Regions from separate parts of the Mus musculus genome. Here region 1 is linked to region 2. The links are chromatin contacts, called in public Hi-C maps. All regions are on one chromosome and are shown on one strand. Each heading gives the region's core, a stretch centred on a gene start, on an enhancer-like site or on the middle of the called end of the contact. The rest is flanking DNA. Distances are from core to core; before and after follow the strand shown. Region 1 overlaps 4930412B13Rik (RIKEN cDNA 4930412B13 gene). Region 2 overlaps Gm13985 (predicted gene 13985).

Region 1 (5,325 bases), core at 470-2,969, 100 kb after region 2:
AGCATATTGTCCCTTACTTACTTGGTTTGAAAATCAAAGGGAAATAATGAGTTAAAATGCTTGGGATTGTGGTGAGAAATTCTGACTCCAGTAAACTTTTTATGTATAACTCATTTAACTCTGGAACATCTGCAGGACAGCTGTTGCCCAGGTTCACAGTGATCGTTCATTACACACCACCTCAGAATGAGAAACAGGCACCCTTGGAAGTATGGTATGCATGTGCATGTGTGTAATTTGTAGGAAATCTAATTGATGAAGCTTAAGTAGGAACAACGGCCAATGACTTGAACCCATTAAAGCAATATGATTATGAATATTCACCAGGGATACATTGGGAAAATATTCAATTAATGACTCGGAAGATAATTTTTGTCATATAGTCTTGCAAATAAAAATTCCATCAGCTGTCTTCAAAGACTGACAAAATAAATGATACGATCCGATATGCAGCGGGGCTGTAGAAGCATGGACTTCGTGGAGAATCAGCGCGACTGTTCTTCTGCTCCCAGTGATGTGGATTTCCATGTCTGCTTCTCCTTGCTCTTGTCCTTTTTCTGGCAGAGATTTACCTCTTAAAGCAGAACGTTTTCACCAACGTGTTTCAAATATATTATTTCAAGGATGCCTATGCTTTTTGGAAAATCAAAACCATTATCTTCTGTGGACACTTTCTATGAGTTGTTTTATATTTTATGATAATAGAATCGCACAGATCAATAAATGTGAGCAATACCAAATCAGACAGTTCCTTTGTATAAAACTTATCAGAGTCTTTAATTTACCAATGTATAGTCTGGTTCTAGATGGATTCTGTTTTCTCTGGTTGGGTTTTCCACAAGATTAGAACCTGTTTGTTTTGTTTTGTTGTTAATTAATTAAATGGGACTACCCTATGTGTATTCTTTTTCCATACCGTTGGCATTTAGTCTAGGCTCCGCCCCGCTGTTACCTGGCAACAGCCAGGTGTGCCTGACTCACTATAAAAGGAGCTGCTGGACCCCTCCTTGCTCTCTTGCTCTCTTGCTCTCTTACCCTCTTCCTCCCCATTCCCTTTCCCCTTCTCTCCATGGCTGGCCTCTACTCCTCTTGTCTCTCTCTGCCTTTTTTCTAACTCCCCTCCCTATTCCCGGAATAAACTCTATTCTAGACTACACTATCCTGTGGCTGGTACCTCAGAGGGGGAAGGGATGCCTCAGCATGGGCCCACAGAGGCATCCCCTTGCCCTACACCTTACCACACCTCCGCCAAACATATCTCTGGTCTCTTTCTTTTTATAAACCACAACACATACCACTAAAATATTTGACAGATTTGAGGCAGCCTTCAGTAGTAATAGATTGACATGTCATAGTGACTTTCACAAAGCATCTTTTCTCTTCAATCTACAGGACATTTTTGACAAGATGAGGAGAAAAAAATCAATTCTCTTTTGAGGAATCAATGTATTAATACCCAAGTTATTGCCGCCAATTGGAAACCCATTGTCATCTTATTTCTGTAAGTACGCTTTTGAAATTATTATTTTACTCAACTTTTATTAAACTGCTACCACTTGGTCTTATTAAAAAGTCTGAAAACATCTTTATTATCAGCTGTGTCACAAGGGTCAGGTCATTTCTAAGAAATGTCACCAAAATGAAAAGAAAAGACAGGAATCTTCTACTACATACCAAGACTATGAGTCAGTCAGCTATGAGGTACCATGAGCTTAACGAGGCAGAGTAGAAATGAAACAAAGGGCAGGCAGACTACAGACAGGAACTTTCAGCTGGAAAGAAACAGTCCTCGGTTGAAAGTTTTAAACTTTTATTTGGCAGGGCGAAGTTATGCATGTGAGAGGGGAGCCGGATCTGTTACTGTTAGCAAGGCATAGGTTTGAAGGTAAGGTCTTGAATGGCTAAAGAAACAAAGAAGCTGGGGAAAATGCAATAAAATAAATGGAGATCAGAGACTACATTCAGGTGGGAAAATGAAAAAAAGTAAAAACAACCTAGAAGTTCTGAAGACCTATAAATATTCTCTATCTGGAGAACATGTCTCAGGCATACATAACGTTATGGCCTTGAAGGCTGCTGTGCCATACCCAATAATCCTTATGTGACCTAGTAAATGTGCCCAAAGAGAGCATTTGAAGCTACACAGAAAATACTGAAGCCCAGACATATGTCAATGCCAGTCCCCAGCAGGCCAGCCCGAAGGCAAAATATTCTGGAACACCTGGCTGGCCAGCAGAGATTCTTTGACGGCAGCAGCTTGGGACCCAACAGGCATATATTCCAACCTCTCTGGTAGTTTCACACAGTAAAGAAGTCATCAAATACTATTGGCTTCATTTTTTGAAGCATTGGTTTTGATCCACCTAAAAGGAAATGTTTGAGGGGAGAGATGGATGAGAGGAGTGAGTGGGGATAATGTGTTTCACAGCTTAACATCAAATGTCACTGGAAAAATAGCCAGAAAGCAATTCAGAGTAAAAGTATGTGCCTTCTGGCTAAGTCGGCAGTACCTTTTTTATTGCAAAATGGAAATAAACAGTCCAGCTCATTTATACCATAAAAGGGCAATCCACAAATAACCCAAATCCCAAAATAAAGGCATTGCCCAACATACTAAGACATGATTCAGAAAGGTCTTGACTCCAGAGTTTCCTCAGTGGCCATGACAATGGATGCTCAGGGGTTCTGATTAAGTAAAAAGTTGCAATTAATCCGGAGCCAACACCAGAGAAGAACATTTACAGCCAACGCACCCTTCTTCCTGAGCATTGTTTATTTGGCCATTGTCCTCCAATTCTCAGAGTGCTTAGATACTAAAATCCACATCCAGACCTGATGCCTTGACAAAACATATATACAAACATATGTACATATATACATACATTCATAATAACAACATTCAAACCAAAATTAAGAGAAAAGTACCTCTGTAAACATGTTCTATTCAATGCACAATAGTTTACCAAAGGGAAAAATAAATCCAAGTGAGCAACGCTTACAATAAGCACATGCTGAGTTGGCAGAGGAAAGGAAGAAATGATAATGGTTTCTATCTATCCACTGATTCACTAGTGCATTGAGCACCTACTAACACTAGGCACTACAGATAAAGAAGGGGAGAAAATGGCCACCTAGAACTAGAAAGAATGCAACAGATTCATCACTTAGACTCCCATGTGAAAACTGAGGTATTTGCATTAATACATTTAATTTTTTAAAGCCTTGATATCAGAGGTGTCTCAGCCATTTTGTACCACTTAATCCTAAAATGTAGATGAAGAACTCAACCATAGGAAAACGCAAAGTCAGAAAGGTTGTGTTTGGTTAAAGCCTTCTCCTAGAAAAGGTGGGAGTAAGGATTGTTTGTTAGATGACTATTTACACCACTGAATAAAGTAAAGGCAATTAACCAGAAGTGTTTCCATGGTTATCTAGCCTCCAAACATCTATATCCCTATATTCCACATCCCACATGTAGTCTCTCTTTAAAATAAACCAAAGTGAGCAGAAAATGCCATCGCCCACTGGAAGCAAGCGTTCAAACCTTGAGCCAGTGGGGGACTTTTCAAATTCAAAGTATAAGAAGTATGCATGCTTCATAGGTACAACTACAGCTATTAAAATATCAGAAAAGGTGTAAATATGTGGGTCCCACTGGATAAGAATCGACTGTGCTCAGATATTCTTCTGGCATGAGTCTCCATGGGTGATGAAGATAGCTCGATAATGCTACTCTCATGAGAAGGAAATAATCATAGATAGCAAAGGAGCCAGGGAACTGACCTTCCTACAAGTTCTTCACAGAACACTAAACTGAGCCACAGGATGGAGAGAGGCTATGGCCTCAGATCATGTGCTCAGGGAAGGCCTGTTGAACTGAGAAATGAGACTCCCAGGAGAGGGAGATCTAAGGCACAGGATTTTAGCCAGGTAGAGAGTAGCATTAAGGGCAGAGGCTCTGGTTGGGAGGACATAGGTTATGCAGAAAGGAAGCTGTCCTGGCCAGAGGAGATCAGGAACCACCTGGAGTTAAAAACAAAACAAAGGGATGGAGAACAAGATTGGATTTTAGATCTAATCACTAAGAGAATCCAGTGAAAGATTTTAGTTAAGAAACTAAAGTCATCTCATTTCAATAAACAGTTTTTAAAACAGTTCCCAGAGCCTCAACTACAGAAAAGACTGTTCTTTAAGGCAGCTGGCTGCACATTGAATGAATGGAAATGAAGTGTCTGATTAGCGTGTCAAAGCAAGGTGTGCCTTTCACAGGTGCTTCTCTGGGTGTAATGACTTGCAACTTCCTCTTAGATCCTGAGAACGAAAGATCTTGAGCAACTTTGAAGTGAGAGGGTGAGGGTGGCCAACCTCCAAGCTTAGGCTGGCATCTGTCACAGTTACCATTATAGATGCAAATTTATTAGACAGGCTTAAGACACAGCAGGAGTATTAGAGCATCCTCCATGTTGTCTCCTGGGAAACAGACTCAGGGAGCCAACCTTTTCCTCTATTTCTAATTGCCACCCTCAATGGCTAGGGATTTCTGATGGGACTGTTCAAATATATCCTCTGTGTATTGAGAACAAAAATATCAGACTTTAGGCTATTTTTTTTGAAGCATGAAACTACATTGTGTGTAATAATCAATCATCTTATTTATTCAGTTCATCATTGAGAACCATTAAACAATTTCCCATGTCTTGGATTATATGTTCACCCATATCTTCCATTTACTAGCAGTGGGCACATGTTGCTTTTATGTGTTTAGTTTGTGTAAAGGTGTGTTTTGTCTCCATGTAAGCCTATGAAACACAGGCATGCAGGCCATAAGAGGGTGTCTGGTTTCTTGGAACTGAGGTTACAGGTTCTTGTGAACCACGCGATCCTCTGGAAGAGCAGCCAGAGCTCTTAACCAATGAGCCCTCTTTCAAGCCCCAGGCACATGTTTTAGGCACTTTTAATATTACTGATTTAGACATCTTGCATTCCTTCCTACAACGCTCTTTGTGAGTACCATCTCATTAGTCCTGAGAGGGCCATCAACACTCTCCACATGCTCTGTCAATAAGGAAGCAGATTCACTGAGCCAAGATGGCGTGCAGCTAGTTAAGGGCAGACCATGGATGAGTCCCTGATTTCACTTGAACTGAGTGGAGGATATTTTGTCCCAGCCACCTTAAACCAATACACCAGTCAATAACAAATAAGCAACCCAACATCAACAGATTGTTGGCTTCTGCAATTCTATACAGGCATTTGGGCCACTGCTGTGCTAGGAGCTGTTTGTAGTACTTTGTGAGGTTGTAGCCCCTTGATATCTGAGTTCTG
Region 2 (5,260 bases), core at 648-3,147:
CAGTACGGTGGCACTTACGTGAAATGCAGGTACAGAAACCCTAGTGTTAGCTGTAGGGCAACCTGAACATAGTGAAACTCTGTCTTAAAACCTAAGGGAAGGGAACCCCTCATTGTAAATACATTCAAAGTTATTTTCATGGCCAGCAACAACACTTAAAAATGCTTAATATATTTAATATACTTTAGGCTCTGAAATAAACAGTTCACAGTAACCATTTCCTGAAAGTTTCAAAGCAATTCCTTAAAGTGGGCTGGGCTTCACAGAGGAAGGAAGTGCAATTTGGGGGAAGGGTTAGTTTATCTGGGTCCTTGATAAGCAGAAGGCAAGAATTCCAAAGCTAGATCAGTGCAGACTTCGTAAGCAGATGGAAATGATCATGGTTTCTCTGCCTCTTCGACTAGGAAGATTGGAGCTTTTGATGATGACTCAACAAAACAAACAGGAACTTTGCAGAGCAAAATGTCAACTAAGTATTACTACCCCATTTTTGAACCTTTCTCACTAATTACCTCCCTTCTCGAGACTCCTGAATCCCATATTGCAATGACCTCTCCTTTGCCACCTTCACATGACGCGTGGCCAGCCTTCCCTCCGAGGACTTCAGAAGATCCTACCTCCTCACTGGGCTTTTGTTAATCTGTGGTTTGATCCTTAGGGCTCGATATCTTCCACAGAACTATGTTAACAGCACGTCATGCTTTGACAACTAAATATAAACTGGGAGTTTCTACTTCTTGCCATTGTACCAACTAAAAGCAAGAGAAGTTTGCTTCTGAGGATGAAAGTGCTGACCAATTGAAAAACAAAATCTTTCTAATGTTATCTCCTTGCCAACAAAATGCTCTTTTGCTAATTTTAAATGCAGGTCTTGAGTAATAGAAATCATGACAGGATAGCTCCTTCGGGGTATCCTAACAAAGACTTCATTTCAAAATACACCTCATGGAGGCATTTAGTGATAGAGGACATGGAACCATGGCTCTTTTCTGAAAAGTTGCTGAACAGCCACTTAAATGCCTGATATCATAGCCTTATTAGGGTGGAGGATACAACACAGACATTTTGATTTCTAACCATACAATTTCCCTAGCAATATTCAAGTGTTTCCAAACATCTGCTTCTATTTATCTCTTTATTTTTCTCAGATTCCTTCTGAGCTCATTGGATGATTGGATGACCTTGACATTACAGTTGAGCCCTAAATCAAAACATTTTACATTCTACATATTTTTTTCCAAAGAAGGTTCAGAGTTATTATCCAAGTAATTACAGATTTCATTTCTGGGACTTCTTATCTCTTTTGTTTTCCACATCATAAATAACTGGAATTTTATGTTGACAAGAAAAGTTTTATTACACTTTTTTTTTTTTGCACTTTTGGGGATAGAACTCATGGCCCTGTGCCATGCTTAGCAACCACTGTACCACATCCTAGCTCATCTATAGAATATTTTGTGAGGAAGCATGATTAAGAAATTGCATATGACTTCTGGTTACTTATATAACTCAGTTGATTGTCTTCTTTCTTAGCTAAAGATAGGCAGGGAACTGGCCATGCTGAATTTCAAATGTAAACAAGTAAAATCTGATCTTAAGTGACCAGAAGGGAACTGGCAAGTTTGAATACAGTCCAATGCCTCTAAAAATGATGAAATATGGTTGCATGTGTGGAAGGGAAAAAACCTTAGGGAACCTCACAAAGGTATACTACAGGAGGAACACACATATGGTTCTAAGTGAGGGAATCTCATACTATTGGTCTTTCAGACAATTGCCCCTAAAGAAGCTCAATGATTAATCCAAGGTCACATAATGGATTTCTGCCGACGTGAGCTTTCCTGTTTTCCTGGGCACTATGTCTGAGAACTGAGGGTGTGACTCATTCACTTCTAAGCCCTAGAGGGACATAGTTGCACAATTTTCCACAGGTATTTTGGCAGCACCAAGGGCATTTGAATCAGAGCATATCTCTGTTTCCTTCTGAGGAGAGAATGCATGTGATCCAGCCAGAGATCTCACACACACACACACACACACACACACACACACACACACACACACACACACACTATACACTCACACACACACATACACATGCACCACTGCCCCAGAAAATTTCACGGTAAGATGACTACCTTTTTGTTACTAGGAACTCTACAACTTAGCACTAGACAGTATTTATTAAATACCTTTTAGGCATCAGAGCGATCTGCCTATAAAGCACTGCCTTCTTTTACCTGATCTTGATCTATGACTAATCAGCCCAAAGGCTTTGGACAAAACTTTGAGTCAGGTTCACTTCTTGGTAACTGGGAGAAAGTTATCCCGCCCTTCTTATTGCCTGGAGTTATTGTGTAAGTTGAATGAACTAGCACATGGGGAAAAAAAACTACAAAATGATTGTTGAAATATAATGGACACAGATAAAATAGCTTAATCATAGATGGCATGTGATGCCAGACACATGTCTACAAATGTGACATATCAATCCAACTAAGATACAGCTGAAGAAATTAGACACTATCCCAGGATCTCCTCTCATACTGTCTATGGATAAACTCTATTCTGGGTTTTAATAATATAAACATGTTTCACCTTATATGTAAGTGTCGTTTTTTAAATTTTACTCAGAATAATGTTTATGAATTTCTTTCATGGTGTTGTATGCTAAGGGTTGGGGATCTTCATTCTTCTTGTCCTGTTAATTACACTGCCATTAACTGTATGAACAGATAATGTTTCTTTACTGTTCAACTCTTTGGTTACTTTCCAACTTGACCTTTTTGCAGTTACTCACTTCTGCTAAGTCTATACTGGAAACCAAATGGCTGATTCTGCAGGCATCTGCACATCTAGCCAATAAATATGCCAAGTGGTCTTCCAATATGGTGACTACAGATTGCTTGCCTAGTAAGACTATCTGATGAATATCTGTGTTTGATGTATTTTACTATTACTTTTTATTTTAATTTAGTTGAATAAAATATTCTTAATAAGCTTATCAGCAGCACAAGTTTGGAAGAACAAATCTTTCTTATTTCAAGCTCACCACAGTCACATGCAATATCATTGGGGTTCCATGATATGTAATGGCTGTTGTCATTTTACTCAAGGCTTCTAGAGCTATGAAAATTAATTGAAGTTAAGTCTGTATGGATATATCTATATTTATCTTACTATATAGAAGGAGAGAATCCCAAATTTGCTAAATCTATGTGCAAATAGAATGTATATGTTAGCCCTACACTTCTAAGACTGAGGCAGGATATGCATAGTTTATTTCTCAATGGCATAATGCCCTGGCAATGGCTGTTTAAGGAGTATAATTTAAATAAGTAACAACCAGCCTGATATTTCAAAGCTAAGATCTTTGACCTAAAATGTTTTGTAATAAGTTCTTTCAGCCTGAAGAAAGAGTGGAGACCCGTCAGCCTAATCCCACACCCTATAGGTGAGGACACTAAAGCCACAAACAGACAGGCCATACTGGGTTACTATAGTGGCTTAGTATGAAGATGAAAACCAGAACCCAAGCCTTGAAACAAAAATATGCAAACAAGCGAACAAACAAAAACAAAAGACAAAAAGGGAAGGAAGGAAAACAGAAAGAAAGAAAGAAAGAAAAAGAAAAAATTTAAAATCCAAGGGCAATTTAAACATTTTTAATTTTTAAACTAATTATAGAACTGTATAACAGTTGCAAAAAAAAAAAAGGTATTTTAAAACCTAGTGAAAATGGATGAGATCAAACCCTTTATTATATCAAAGCCTAGAGATCCTTTGCTTCTGTTTTCTGCATTCCACTTCTTACCAGCATGACCTATCACCAGTAAAAACAAATAAAGGGAGTGAAGGAGCCAAAACAAATATCTCCCTTTATACTGTGGTCAAAAGACCAGAGAGAAGAGACAGTATTGGACTATGGAGGAAAGCATAAAAGCAAGGGATTAGATGACCTCAGTGCTGTGGTTTTGCACAGGAGAGGAGGAATGTTGGAACATAAGTGGAAATTCCTGTCCTGAGATATAAGCTTCAATTCTGCAATTATTAAGTTCAAAACTATAGCAAGGCATGATGTTAGCAAATAGAGATTCGTGCCTAAGTAAGAACAGACAAAAACTCTATAACCATGTATCTCCCCTTCCTTGGTTCTGTATAAATTCTTTTTTTTTTTTTTTGAGACAGGGTTTCTCTGTATAGTCCTGGCTGTCCTGGAACTCACTCTGTAGACCAGGCTGGCCTCGAACTCAGAAATCCGCCTGCCTCTGCCTCCCAAGTGCTGGGATTAAAGGCGTGCGCCACCACCACCCGGCTCTGTATAAATTCTTATTTTCACAACTCATAATACTGAAGAATATTTGGAATACAATGCAATTTCAGGTTTGCTGGGTGCCATTTTGTCTATGAGAAACCACAGCTGAGCCCAGGAAATGGTGCCCAGGAGAACTGCCAGTTCTCAGTGGGTGACAGGCTACATCAGTCCACAGTCATTGTCACAACTTTGGATCAAACTTCAAATCATTTTATTCCACTACTTTATGATAATTTATCAACAACAGCTTCCATAAGTAAACTTTCACCCTCATCAAAGTAAAGGGACTACTTCACTGTACCATTTACAGATTTTTGTAATCATTCACTGAATTGAAAACTGCCCCACCATTTTCATGAAGTTTCTATCTTATCTGTCACTTTCAGTTTTTCCCCCATGATGACGTTTTTCTATATATAATGTAGTGGTAGGGCTGGCCTGTTAGCGTACCCCCCATTGAACAGATCAGTAATATGGTTAGTGTATTAAGATCCAATATACTTTCAATTTTCTATATTTCAGTTGTTGCATCACAAAGTATACTTTTGTAAAACAACTCAGGGAGTTTTATATATAAATCCCCATCCTACAAAAAACATTAGGAAGTGATCTTAGACAGCTGGCCCTTTAATATGAACAAAGGTCGCATCTTCCTGTGCCCTTCTATCTGGACCTGACTAGGCTAAATAAGATGAGCCCTTCTTTTTCAGTAATTGATAAGTACAGCTTTATATCCTCCAAATACTGCTGTAGGCATATTGGACTAAGGAATCAGCCTGTAGTTGTCCCCATTTTTAAACTTAGCAACAGCAAACAGGCCTGCTATCATGCAAAAGACAAGGATAAGAAGCAGAAAGACATTAGTTTAGCAATGACTGTAGTACTTCTACATACAAACCCAAAGATTTTCTGTTCTGCTTATACGGTCATTTTGAATAGGATTTA

The links. Hi-C and Micro-C count contacts between places; a contact is called where the count stands out from the background.
Region 1: a Hi-C map of epidermal suprabasal cells shows a contact between it and region 2, with 2.4 times the contacts expected there. The contact joins two enhancer-like sites. A contact is called at or near these places in 1 of 39 promoter capture datasets (the 3T3-L1 cell line), 2 of 15 datasets of contacts at CTCF or cohesin (the NIH/3T3 cell line and large pre-B cells), 5 of 484 Hi-C or Micro-C datasets (the C10 cell line, embryonic fibroblasts, epidermal suprabasal cells and 2 more) and 1 of 115 datasets of contacts at active chromatin or transcription factors (vascular smooth muscle cells).

What each region holds. Positions count from the first base shown.
Region 1 is chr2:117,901,357-117,906,681 of GRCm38.p6, forward strand. It overlaps 4930412B13Rik (RIKEN cDNA 4930412B13 gene), which reads left to right. Exons shown (of 6, transcript NR_040631.1): 4 at 1,393-1,501; 5 at 1,822-1,885. All of the region lies in intron 8 of Gm13986 (predicted gene 13986), which reads right to left. Among named protein-coding and RNA genes, the nearest start is that of 4930412B13Rik, 82 kb to the left of the region's middle. Within about 2 kb of position 1,720, at least 39 of the 459 cell types and tissues checked have an H3K27ac peak or open chromatin away from gene starts, as enhancers often do.
Region 2 is chr2:117,800,999-117,806,258 of GRCm38.p6, forward strand. Gm13985 (predicted gene 13985) reads right to left here. Exons shown (of 3, transcript NR_126427.1): 3 at 3,651-5,260. Among named protein-coding and RNA genes, the nearest start is that of Gm13985, 9.2 kb to the right of the region's middle. Within about 2 kb of position 1,898, at least 51 of the 459 cell types and tissues checked have an H3K27ac peak or open chromatin away from gene starts, as enhancers often do.